Linked DNA regions of Bombyx mori: region 2 is linked to region 1. Evidence: chromatin contacts called from public Hi-C data. All regions are on one chromosome and are shown on one strand. Each heading gives the region's core, a stretch centred on a gene start, on an enhancer-like site or on the middle of the called end of the contact. The rest is flanking DNA. Distances are from core to core; before and after follow the strand shown. Region 1 overlaps COPA (coatomer protein complex subunit alpha). Region 2 overlaps LOC101740520 (protein phosphatase PP2A 55 kDa regulatory subunit).

Evidence for each region. Hi-C and Micro-C count contacts between places; a contact is called where the count stands out from the background.
Region 2: a Hi-C map of middle silk gland shows a contact between it and region 1, with 2.9 times the contacts expected there. The contact joins two enhancer-like sites. A contact is called at or near these places in 2 of 7 Hi-C or Micro-C datasets (middle silk gland and posterior silk gland).

What each region holds. Positions count from the first base shown.
Region 1 is chr26:3,484,091-3,489,783 of ASM3026992v2, forward strand. COPA (coatomer protein complex subunit alpha) reads right to left here. Exons shown (of 21, transcript NM_001172721.1): 20 at 5,373-5,588; 21 at 4,066-4,762. The coding sequence ends at 4,299. It overlaps LOC101737884 (ABC transporter G family member 20), which reads left to right. Exons shown (of 16, transcript XM_012696254.4): 14 at 1-76; 15 at 397-595; 16 at 1,299-2,057. The coding sequence ends at 1,513. Among protein-coding and RNA genes, the nearest start is that of COPA, 25 kb to the right of the region's middle. Within about 2 kb of position 4,386, at least 5 of the 8 cell types and tissues checked have open chromatin away from gene starts, as enhancers often do.
Region 2 is chr26:3,811,877-3,817,866 of ASM3026992v2, forward strand. LOC101740520 (protein phosphatase PP2A 55 kDa regulatory subunit) reads left to right here. Exons shown (of 11, transcript XM_021352466.3): 11 at 1-2,375. LOC101738280 (facilitated trehalose transporter Tret1) reads right to left here. Exons shown (of 11, transcript XM_062676302.1): 10 at 4,901-5,053; 11 at 3,038-3,125. The coding sequence ends at 3,098. Among protein-coding and RNA genes, the nearest start is that of LOC101740387, 26 kb to the left of the region's middle. Within about 2 kb of position 1,560, at least 5 of the 8 cell types and tissues checked have open chromatin away from gene starts, as enhancers often do.

The DNA of each region.
Region 1 (5,693 bases), core at 3,136-5,635:
CGCCGTGGCGGGCGTGCGGCCGCGCGAGATGCTCAACGTGCACATCGCGCTGCAGTCCGTCGTCATAGTGGTGCAGGTACGCCAACTGAGCCAACCAAGGCCAAAATTACACTTGAAGTCGTCGCGGCCTAAATGATAAGACGTCCGGTGCGTTCGTATGTAGCGATGCACCGGTGTTCGATTCCCGCAGGCGGGTACCAATTTTTCTAATGAAATACGTACTTGACAAATGCTCACGATTGACTTCGACGGTTACGGTATGTTTAGTGTTAAATCTTTTATACTTTTTATACTCAGAAATATGTGTTTAAACATGAATATTCCGGTTTCAATGACCGTAACAATTCAGTTAACCAAATAAGTAGCTAATAGTGACGACAAATTATTAATTTTCAGACAATCGAGATGATGGTGTTAGCGTTCGCTGGTTACGGTATACCGTCTAGGGGTTCCAATATCACGTGCGGGATCCTCCTGTTCCTCCAGGGTCTGTCGGGGATGTGCTACGGGTTCCTTCTGTCAGTCTACTGCACCAGTCACACGATGGCGTTCTTCGTTGCCACTGGAAGTTTCTATCCTATGATACTACTCTGCGGTGCGTCTGAATTATAAATTTCTTTTTTATTATAAACTAGCTGACCCGGCAGACTTCGTAGTGCCTCAATCGATAAATAAAAGACCTAAACTTTTGTATTAAATAAACTTAAAACAAATAAAAGAAATCCGTCCGACGGGGGACACATCAAAGGAAAAGCAAAATTGTTATTTTTATTTAATTCCGAGCATTTTCATATTTATTTATCTTTTAAACCTTCTCTGGACTTCCACAAATAATTCAAGACCAAAATTAGCCATATCGGTCCAGCCGTTCTCGAGTTTTAGCGAGACTAACGAACAGCAATTCATTTTTATATATATAGACTATCGGCCCGCTCCGGCTCCGCTCGGGTCATTAACAAAAATTTCAACGACGTTGTTTTATTTTTAAAAATAAAAGAACACTTATTGCGGCATAACTATAATTTTTTTTACACCTTGGGTTACATTATTGGAGCTTTATTAAGGATCCCTATTTTTTTTCCAAAAATATTATAGCCTGTGTCACGCGGGTGTAGTGTAGCTTCCAAGCAGTGAAAGAATTTTTCAAAACGGTTCAGTAGTTTCGGAGCCTATTCAATACAAACAAACAAACAAATCTTTCCTTTATAATATTAGTATAGATAAATAAATAGCTTCATAAAAATAAAACGAATTATAATTGTATGAAATTTAAATGCCTTTTTTTTGATATTTTTCAGGAATATTATGGCCCCTAGAAGGCATGTCTGGGGGGCTACGATACTTCGCGCTGGCCCTACCATTTACGATACCATCGAATTCCCTTCGAGATATGTTCGAGAAGGGAGCTTCTATCACCGACTCTACAGTTTATAACGGCTTCTTAGTCACATTTCTGTGGATATTCATCACTTTAGGCTTGATATTGTTACGATTGAAATATAAGAAAACTTAACGTAGGTAGGTAATTTTTGTTAACAATAGATAATACAAAATGGCTTTCAAATTGATACGACATACAGCAATAACTTCTCTAATTGTATTGAATTTCACTTATAAAATTTTTAATTAGGACCGCATATTAAATGCATTTTTGGTAAAATAAAAACATGTATGTACAATAAAAATTAAGTTGAATTTAAGTTTAGAGAAATATTCCAATGATGTTTTGTCATCACAATTAGATTAAGCAGTGTGTTATATAAGAACTTTTCCGGGTCGCTGTAAATAATAGCTTATTTTAGTATAGTTTTTTAGCAAGATCATTCTGTTTATATTTGTACTTATTTATAGAAAAGAATACATTATAGTAATGTGTTTTTTTATAATAAAAACAGTGGTGAAGTACACTAAAAAATACTATAACCTTGATTGTAAAATGCTGTTAAATTTTAGTTAATTATACATTAATTTTAATAAACCAAAATTATTATAAGGAATGCCAGTTAAATTTATATTGTTTTGTGATGTGGGAAAATAATAAATAAAAAACAAATATACTTTTCGTTTTCTTTATGATTTACGTATATTTATTTTATAGTTTATCCAGATTGCATTAGGATATTTATTTGACATTCCTGACGTACTATTTATATCATTAGCCCTGTTTAGGACGCCAGCTGTCTCGAATCTAGAATCACTGCGCTCATATATAAGTACATTTCGTACTTCGTACATTCGGGTCTGTAATGAACGCCCCTTCGGTAGACATTAGCGGTCTTTAAAAAACATTGTTTGTCTGTAAAGTCTGTTTACGGATGATAGTTTTACGAGATAACGTCAGTAGCAGAACTATTCGAACTGCACGTGTCACAAGCCAACGCTTGGGCTGAGCGTGCCTCTCTATCGCTTGCTTCGCGCTCTCGCTCGCACACTCAGGCTCAAGTGGAACGTGACACTTTTTCGTGCGTGCAGCGGGTGTTCATCGATTTATCGTTATCACGTCTAAAGCAACCAATCCCTAGACACGAGTGGGTATGTGAGACCACCAACTCATCTGTCATCTAAGATTTAGGTTAAGTTACCTGTAGGGACGCAGGTTATTATGTAAATAAAATTGTGTGTAGTCGTAACCTGCGGCTGCGCCCGCAAGCTCCGTTGCTTTTTACTTTTTAAGTTCAGTCGCAAATAAACGCTAGGAATAAACCAGTTGTGTTATTTAATCTATATATTAATACGTGAAGCAAAAACTTTATACCCCTTTTTACGAAAATTGCGCGGACGGAAGAGTATGAAATTTCCCAAACTTATAGAGAATATAGAGAAGGAGTGCATAATGCTAATATTTTTTTTAAAATAATGCATAAAAGTTACATTAAATCAATAAAGAAAACATTACACACACTGCCATGTATTTGACACACACACATATTTATATATACTCTTTGATTATTGTCAAACTATAGTTAATGCTAAAAGTCTGTGGTCAAATTGAAAAAAGGTTAATATTGTTTATCTTTACTATTATTTGTCTATAGTGTAGTCTTGGGGAAATCTGTGATTATAGAAGTATAATAAATAGTCTCTGACAACCATAATAAATTTCAAACTTATAATTTCAATTAATTATAGTCGAATTTCGACTACTGCGGGACCAGTAGTTATTATAATTTTCTCACTTCCGATAACGCCCCTAACCATTATTCACTCTCACCACTACCAATATAACCGCTAAAGCGGTGACCCCGTGAGTGAGCACCTTGAAATTTTTAATTAAGGTTTTCATAAATTGAACCCTCAACAAGCCTCAACAATTATATTTTGTAATGTTCATAATGGAATAACAATAACTGGGAACAAATCTCGCACCGCCATCCGGCCCCATATTACGATTTCCAGGTTTATGGATACCAGTAACTGTATAACTATCTGTAGTACTTATCTGGTTGTTAACTGTTTTTTAATCTATCTATCTCTCTCCCCCTGTCTCTCTCTCTTCCCCTCTCTCTCTCTCTCTCTCCCCCTCTCTCTCTCTTCCCCTCTCTCTCTCTTCCCCTCTCTCTCTCTCTCTCTCTCCCTCTCTCTCTCTCTCTCTTCCCCTCTCTCTCTCTGTAAAGCTGGTAAGTATTCGAAACGTCCGAAATAACATAACAACAATAAAAAACGTGACTAAGCCATAAAAGTGTTTTCATTTTGTCTACGACTTGAAGCAATTTCTATGATCCAATTTAATTTACGATAAAATCAGATTTCTTTAAACGAATCATCTACAAAGATGGCCTCAAGAAGTCGTGACTCCATGAAAGCAGCCGCTTGGCATCGCAGGCGCTCGTGATTGATGACCTCTCTTCACTCACCAGGGTCTGACGTCTATAGCAATCAGAAATAATTAAAAATAAAAGAATCAATGCAAAAGCGATTATTGTCATTAAGAATAAACCCCACTTTATGCTATTAATCTCAAGGTTTATTTTAGCGTAACTCTTTAATGAATAACAATTATGTTTTCTTCATGTATTTATTGTAGAACACTACAGTTTGCGTATTTAACATGAAAACTAAATTATTCACTTTGATATTTATTAAAAGTCTTACATTATAATGTCTACATAATTAATATATACAAATTATTGTTTGCACTTCAGAAATTGTTGGACGCATCAACTCCTGTGACGTCAATGAATGACCGAATGAACGAACGAATGATTGAACAGAAATAAAATAAGTAGGAAACATACAATACATACTTTATTATTATTATTAATCTTACATAATTCGATACGCGATTTTAACGTGCAAGTCTATCTGTTGAACTGTAAGGGACAGATACGGAGGCCGAGCGCGTCCTTGCCGATCTCGGCGACCCCGCACACCGGGCACAGCTTCCCCTTGTGTTCAGGCATGAAGCTAGCCGCGCACAGCGAGCACTTTTCCTCCGGCTTGCCGCGGTAGATGGGCTTGTAGCTGATGCCGCAGACGCTGAATGGATTATGCTCGTCGTAGAGCAGCTGGTGCTCATCAGTCGGGGTCTTCTCGCAGGCCTGGAGGATCTTCCGCGCTTGCTGGGCGACCTCAGGCCGGGGTCCGAGCTCTAGGAGGCGCCTCGCGAACGAAGCGGCCGTGCGGTAGTTCTTCAGCTTGAAGAACATGTTGAGGGCCGTCCGCAGCGTGAGGATCTGGTGCACGGGCTGGAGCTTGCAGTGCGTGAAGTAGGCGGCCATCTCGCAGGTACGTTTCTGTTCGTCGACGGTGTTCTTCGGCATCGCTGCGTGTGACAAGTGCGGGACATTAAACTTAGGTACCTACTTATTGTCAAACCGTTTATTGTACACCCGTGCTTTGTCGTACAATAGTATGTGGAAAGCCAACAACAACAATATAACCAAGCTTCGAGTTAATTGCACGGTCTTTCTATATTCTAGACCAGCCTTTCCCAAAGTGGGCGATGACGCCCCCTTCTGGGCGCTGCAGGCCTAAAGGGGGGCGGTAAGAGACCCAGAAAAAAAATTGGGGCGTTGTGTAGAGGCTTGGGTGGCGATTTGTAATTTCATCGGTGAAAAAATGGGGGCGCTAAAAATGATTTTTCTCAAAGTGGGCAGTAGACAAAATATGTTTGGGAGCCCGTTCTAAACGAATCCATTTCACTAATTCAGTAAGTTTTTTTTTTACTTATCATCGTATTGCAGACATTGATTAAACTACGGACATGAGGTCGCAGTCACAGTTGTATCTCATTAGGGTTGTCACTCTCCGAACCGGAATTCATAACACGCCCTACCACTAGTAAAAAGGCTTTAACGATCGCAGTACACTGACACCATAGTCATATGATAGTCGTCTTTCGATGAGCTCGGGAAGAGATGTGCAAGCGTTACCTTTCCTGGCGGTCTCCATGGCGAGTCCCACGAGGTAGTCCCTGCAGACGGCCAATAACTGTTGGGCCTCGGACAGCTCGGCCTTGGAGTCCACCAGCAGCAGCGGCACGCGCTGCGCCACGCCCTGCAGCCGCTCTATGGCCTCGGGGAACCGGCCCGCCGTGGTCAACTGGTAGCTCTGCTGCAGCTGACTCACCAAGTCGCTTAGCTTCAACGCTGGAAACGAAAGTGTCGTCTGAATATACCGTCTTCTCACATTAAAACTGTACTTGTGGTTGCTCAGTAGTCGAAATTCGACTATAATTATCAATTTAAATTATA
Region 2 (5,990 bases), core at 310-2,809, 320 kb after region 1:
TAATAGTTTCAAGCCATTTTTTTCTTGCCACATGTTCAAACCAATCAAGTTCGCAACGGGATAGATTGGGCATAAACAACGTACTGTATGTGAATAATTAATGTGATTTTAGTTCTTTTTTTTTTAATTTGATTATCTGTACCTATCTATTTAAGGAAGCTTTGTAATGAAACAGTAATGTTATAAATAAATGTAAATATAGTATAGTAACGGAGGCCTGAACAAATTGAGTATATAAATAAATAAATAATAAATATTTTGTCACAATGTAAGTAGTTTAGGGTCAACCGAATGTTTTGCTCCAAAAATCCGCAGTGATCTACTTGCGGACGATCCTTAAATGATATAGATAAAAAAAAGTGTGTGTGTCCGCTCCGACGCACGACTGGAGTTTACTGGATATAAAAAATTAAACGAAACAATACGAGAAATAGTTCTATATTACGACAACACGATACACTACAGATTATTAACAAATTAACGAGACACAAAACAAACGACTAACAAATATATGAAAATACAATAATGAGAGAAACGCGCGATCAGTACGAGGCTTTGTGGCGGACTGCCGGCGCAGCAGCCCGGCGTCACCTGCGATAACGCATTTCGTGTGACATGCGCAATCAGGCGCATAACGCATTTCGTGTGACATGCTAGTACGATTTTGGTCCCCATAATTTTCATACCCCGGGCCTATATATGTAAATCGATTCTAAAGGAGTAAACTCCAAAAAAAAAAAATTAATTATTTTCCGCCAACGATTAACGCGGTTTGTAATGTCAAATGTGCTTTTTTATTGTTTTATTTTCGCGTTTCATGCCTTAGAAATACACTATAAAACTTAAAAAAAATAGGACCTATAAAAACTGTAAGTTTTCTTTACCACGGTAGAAGATTGTAAAGATTATTGTTTTTGTTTATTACAAAACTTTTCCCACCTAATTAATACAAATATGATTATGTTGGTGTATTTCTAACAAGGGATCGTTGTCGTTTTGTGGACTTTAAATAAAACCAGCTGTTTATCATTGAAGTTATGTCATTTTCGATATTACAAAGTATCTTTGCAAAATTCTTATGGTAGGTCATGGTAACGGACGCGTGTGCTTTTAAAAAAAAACCTACAACATGTAATCGGGCACTTCCAAGTTTTTTTTTTTTTTTTTCTGTCTTGGTTATTATTAGTCTTAATGTTTCATTTTGTTAACGATCGATTCTGTATAATAGGTTACGTGTTAAGTTTTTCTTTTTGTTCTCATGTAAAGGGGCCGGCTCAATTCCTTTGTAAATTTTTAATGAAATTATTACTGATTAGTTACCGACTATATGACATATATACATAGTTATTCTTATCGCAGCTAATGTCTTGTGTGTGACCGTTGTTTTAAATTCACGATCATTCGTTTTTTGGACATTACGGTCTTAACATGCTTGAAAGAGTCAATTTAGCGTAAATATTAAATTCGAGCTTTTGCGCTACGTTCAGCGTTTACGAACGAACTAAGAATAGTAATAAAAATGCTTGTGAAGCAACAAAAGTGAATACGGAAACGGAATTGAGTGACCCCTCGATGGATATCATTGTAAAAAAATTAATAATAATATCGTGAGCTCTGTATAATGTGCGAGCGTGAACGGAATGTGTGAGAGAAAATTAGAGTGAGAATTTTAATGTTAAGTCTAGTTTATAGTTAGGCAAAGGAATAACTGTGAGAGAACGCAGACAGAGAAATCAAGTGTTTTTTTTTTTCTTTCCTGCATCGGGGGATCAACGGAGCGTTGCTTGTTAAATGTGATAGTCGCGGTAAGGAGTTGTTGTGGGGTCGGTGACGACTTGTATGTGCTAAGTGTGAAGTACCTCGGGCGATTGTTGACAACGAAAACACGTGCTGTATGTAGGCTGTATAACGACACGCTGTTTCGTGCTGCACGGTATAGAGATGAATCGTGTTTTTAATGCGTGTACCGTCAGCATAAAAATTAATATAAGTCTATTGGTTTATAAAGTATTATAAATTGAGTAGTAGTATTATAAAAAATATAAATATGGGAGTATAAAGGTTTGTCAATTTTGTTAAATTGAAATCTAATAATTGCTACTTATTTTGTTGACGGTCGCATATGGACATAAAAAGCTGTATATGTTGCTTTTTCGTGTTCTCCTTGCTAAGATATGGGAGATGATAGCGTAGAAATATTCTTCAGATGCTTGTAAGAATTTGACTATAAAATTTTGGTCACATTATTTTTGTATCGTTCAGTTTGTTACGTACGTGCCATGCTTCGTGCAGAATGGAACAGCTGTCGGGCGAGCCCAAAAAGAGTTGTTGTTGAATCCAAAATATTTCCTATAATAAAAATTTTTATATCTGAATTCCGTGTTTTATTTGGACTTCAGTTAAAAAAGCATTATTAATCCTACAAAAAAGTGTGAAATGTTGTGAGGATGCTTGTGACCCAATCATCAGTAAACCGTTGAACAGATTTAGATGGAAATTGACACATATCCTAAATTTAGATTATTTTATTCCAGTAGATATTATTTTATTCCATTTAGATTATTCTATTACGCACGTACTGTGCTATAGATTATTTTAATCAAATTTTAGTTCCGAACTCCATTGACAGATGGCACTACGTTAACCATAAAAACGTAATCCCGATAATGTTAGAAAATAGTTAAATCATAATGTTATTTTAATTTGGCAGAATTATGATTTTAGTATTGAATATCTCATAAAATTGCGTTTGCGTAGTTTAGATTGCGCTATGATTCCATAACCCTAATTTTAGTAGAATTAAGGTTAAAGCTTCTTTGTTCTAAAGAAATTAAAGGTTGGTTATTGTGATTAATGTGATATTAATGTAAAATTCTTAGATATGACCGGCCTTTTGCTTCGTTTTGAAATTTTAAGTAAAGTTGGTGATTGTACAATCACGGACAAGCATAGTATAGGACAAAAAAGCAGAGCAGAGGACACTGGTAAGTCTCTCCCGGTGAAGATCATGGGGTTTAGTTTTACAAAAACAAAACAATTCATCAAAGACATTTTATTATTTACAAACATGTGGTGAATGAGTACATCTTGGTCGTGTTCAAGCGCCTGGATTACCTTGTTTCGTCCTGTGAAACAAAATATTATTCAATTTACACGCAGTAATACGAAAAAATATTTAAAATGTATCTGGTATTATCTATATATATTTTATACGTATTTAAGTAGGGATGACTTTTTGGCGGGAATGCGAGGAGTGAGGTTGTGTGATTTGTTTTATTTTGTCTATTTAGTGTTTCTTCAGGTTTAAATGTGTAATAACGGTGATTTATTAACTGTTTAATATCTGTGAAAGTGCACAAATGTGGGAAAAAGAAACAAAGCCGCTGGACGTAACTTCTCGGGATCCTCCAAAAAGTCCACTGAAAAAATATCAGTAAATGACCACCATTTTACTGAGATTATATTTCATCCTATATCATCTTATCTCATTTAATTTAATTTCATCCTAGTTGATTAATGCCTCAAATTAATCATTTTTGTTTCATTTCATTTCACTCCATATTATAAATTTTCATAAAAATACGAATATAAATTAAAATAAGACGTGACCTAAAGATCTTAGTTACCAGGTCATAAAATATTAAAAAAATATTTAAGTAGTATGTTACAGTATGTATTTTTATCAGTCTTTGGTAGCCAATAACACGGAATCTTTATTGGTCTCTGGTAACCAATAGAATCCTATTTTTTGGGAATTGGGAGTTATTCCCAGTTATTATAATTATTTTATCGAGTTTCAAAGCGAGCGCAACGGTGGCAAATAAATTATGGACGAACGTTGTTAATGCTGTAGTAGAGGTCTAAGAAAGATGACCCTCAGTATGAACTGTAGATTAAATATATTAAAGCCAGTTCGTAAAAAAAAAAGTTTAAAAAGTAACGAAATACGCTTTTTCAGAAAATCCAACTAAAAAATAGAAAATAAATTTGAATTAAAAATAGCGTAAGAAAAAAATAATTTATTGTAAAAGAGCGTGGGGTGCTTTTCAGGATATTATCAAAATAACCCTTCTATTCTTAACTGTTCATAAAATATTTATAACTACTGATACCATGCACCCCACGCTTTTTTTACAATAAAATCATTTTTTCTTACACTTTTTAATTCAAATTTATTAAAATTTATTTTCTATTTTTTAGTTGGATTTTCTGTAAAAGCGTATTTCGTTACTTTTTTAAACTATTGTTTATTTTTCATTTTTTAGTTGAATTTCAATTTTTTCATATATTAACTTAATATTGTATAGTCATCACTCCTTAATAAGAATACCAAATTTCGAGTTAATCCGACGTTTTAAAGGGGTCAAAATCATATTCAAAGATTCCCTTACAAACATACATACCTACGTCTGAAGCTAATAAAAGCGTATTAAAATAACCTTGAAACAATCAAGCCTTATTATTAAAAATGAACACGAATTCATTATCGGCTATAAAACCCGCAAAGTGTATGCACAATAACTTTACCGATGGCATACTGTGAACACGGCTTGTCTATTCGTGTCGCGAAGTCATTGCGTTACCCAAACTAATATTCGTATCCTCAACTTTCAATAGTTCAAAGGCTTTGCCAACATATTTTGAGGTTAGTTTTTCACGGCACTTTTCGTCTGGTTACATTTTATGAATCCCACACGACTGTTCATTGTGTTTAGTGCGAGTTTTTTAACGTTCTCGATAGCGTAAAAGTTAACTCATATTTGTATGGAGTTGGAACAGCGACCCTAGCGGCAAACGTGGGCAAACGTTCCAACTCCATACAAATTTGAGTTAACTTTTACGCAATCGAGAACATTAGAAAACTCGCACTAAGCACACAGTTCACATAACGCAACAATACCTATTATTGAGCAAATCCTGTATCTCATCGAACGTTTTCCCTTTCGTCTCCGGCAGTAGGGCGACAGAGAATATGAACCCAATCCCACAGCACACAGCTAGGATCCAGAAAGCGGTGTAGATGCCGTAGGAGGCGGCCACGTCGCGGAAAAATCTGCCAAATGGTTTCGCTAGTTTAATTTTTCTTTTTTCTTTTTTTAACTGGTCCCGTGATAAGTTCGTAAAGAACTTGTGTTACAGGTACCAGATAACGGAAATAAATGTAAGATTTTTATTATACACGTACATATTATTATAATTATTATATACATCCATAGCCCTGGAAAAGACATTTGATATTTAATTTTATCATACAAATATCTTCCCTTGGCGGGATTCGAACCCGTGACCCCTTTGTGTAGTGACCATGTCACTTACCACTACACCAGACGGCCATTAATTGTTTCAGTACTGGTGGTAGGAAGTGTTTTAAGCCCGCACGAGTAGGTACCACCATCCTGCCGTGAAGCAGTAGTGCGTTTCGGTTTGAAGGGTGAGGCAGCCGTTGTACTGTAAAAACTGAGATCTTAGAACTCATGTCTCGAGGTGGGTGGCGGCATTTACGTTATTGATGTCGGTAGGCTCCGGTAACCACTAAAAACATGGACGGCCGTGAGCTCGAACTAAGTAATAAAAATAATGCAATAAAGCCATCATAATAGTTAATCACACACCGACAAAAAAAAAAAGTGTGTGTGTCCGCTCCGACGCACGACTGGAGTTTACTGGATATAAAAAATTAAACGAAACAATACGAGAAATAGTTCTATATTACGACAACACGATACACTACAGATTATTAACAAATTAACGAGACACAAAACAAACGACTAACAAATATATGAAAATACAATAATGAGAGAAACGCGCGATCAGTACGAGGCTTTGTGGCGGACTGCCGGCGCAGCAGCCCGGCGTCACCTGCGATAACGCGGCCGCGCGTTGGCTCCTGATTGGCGCGCGCACGCATCACGCAATCAGGAGCCAATCAGGCGCATAACGCATTTCGTGTGACATGCTAGTACGATTTTGGTCCCCATAATTTTCATACC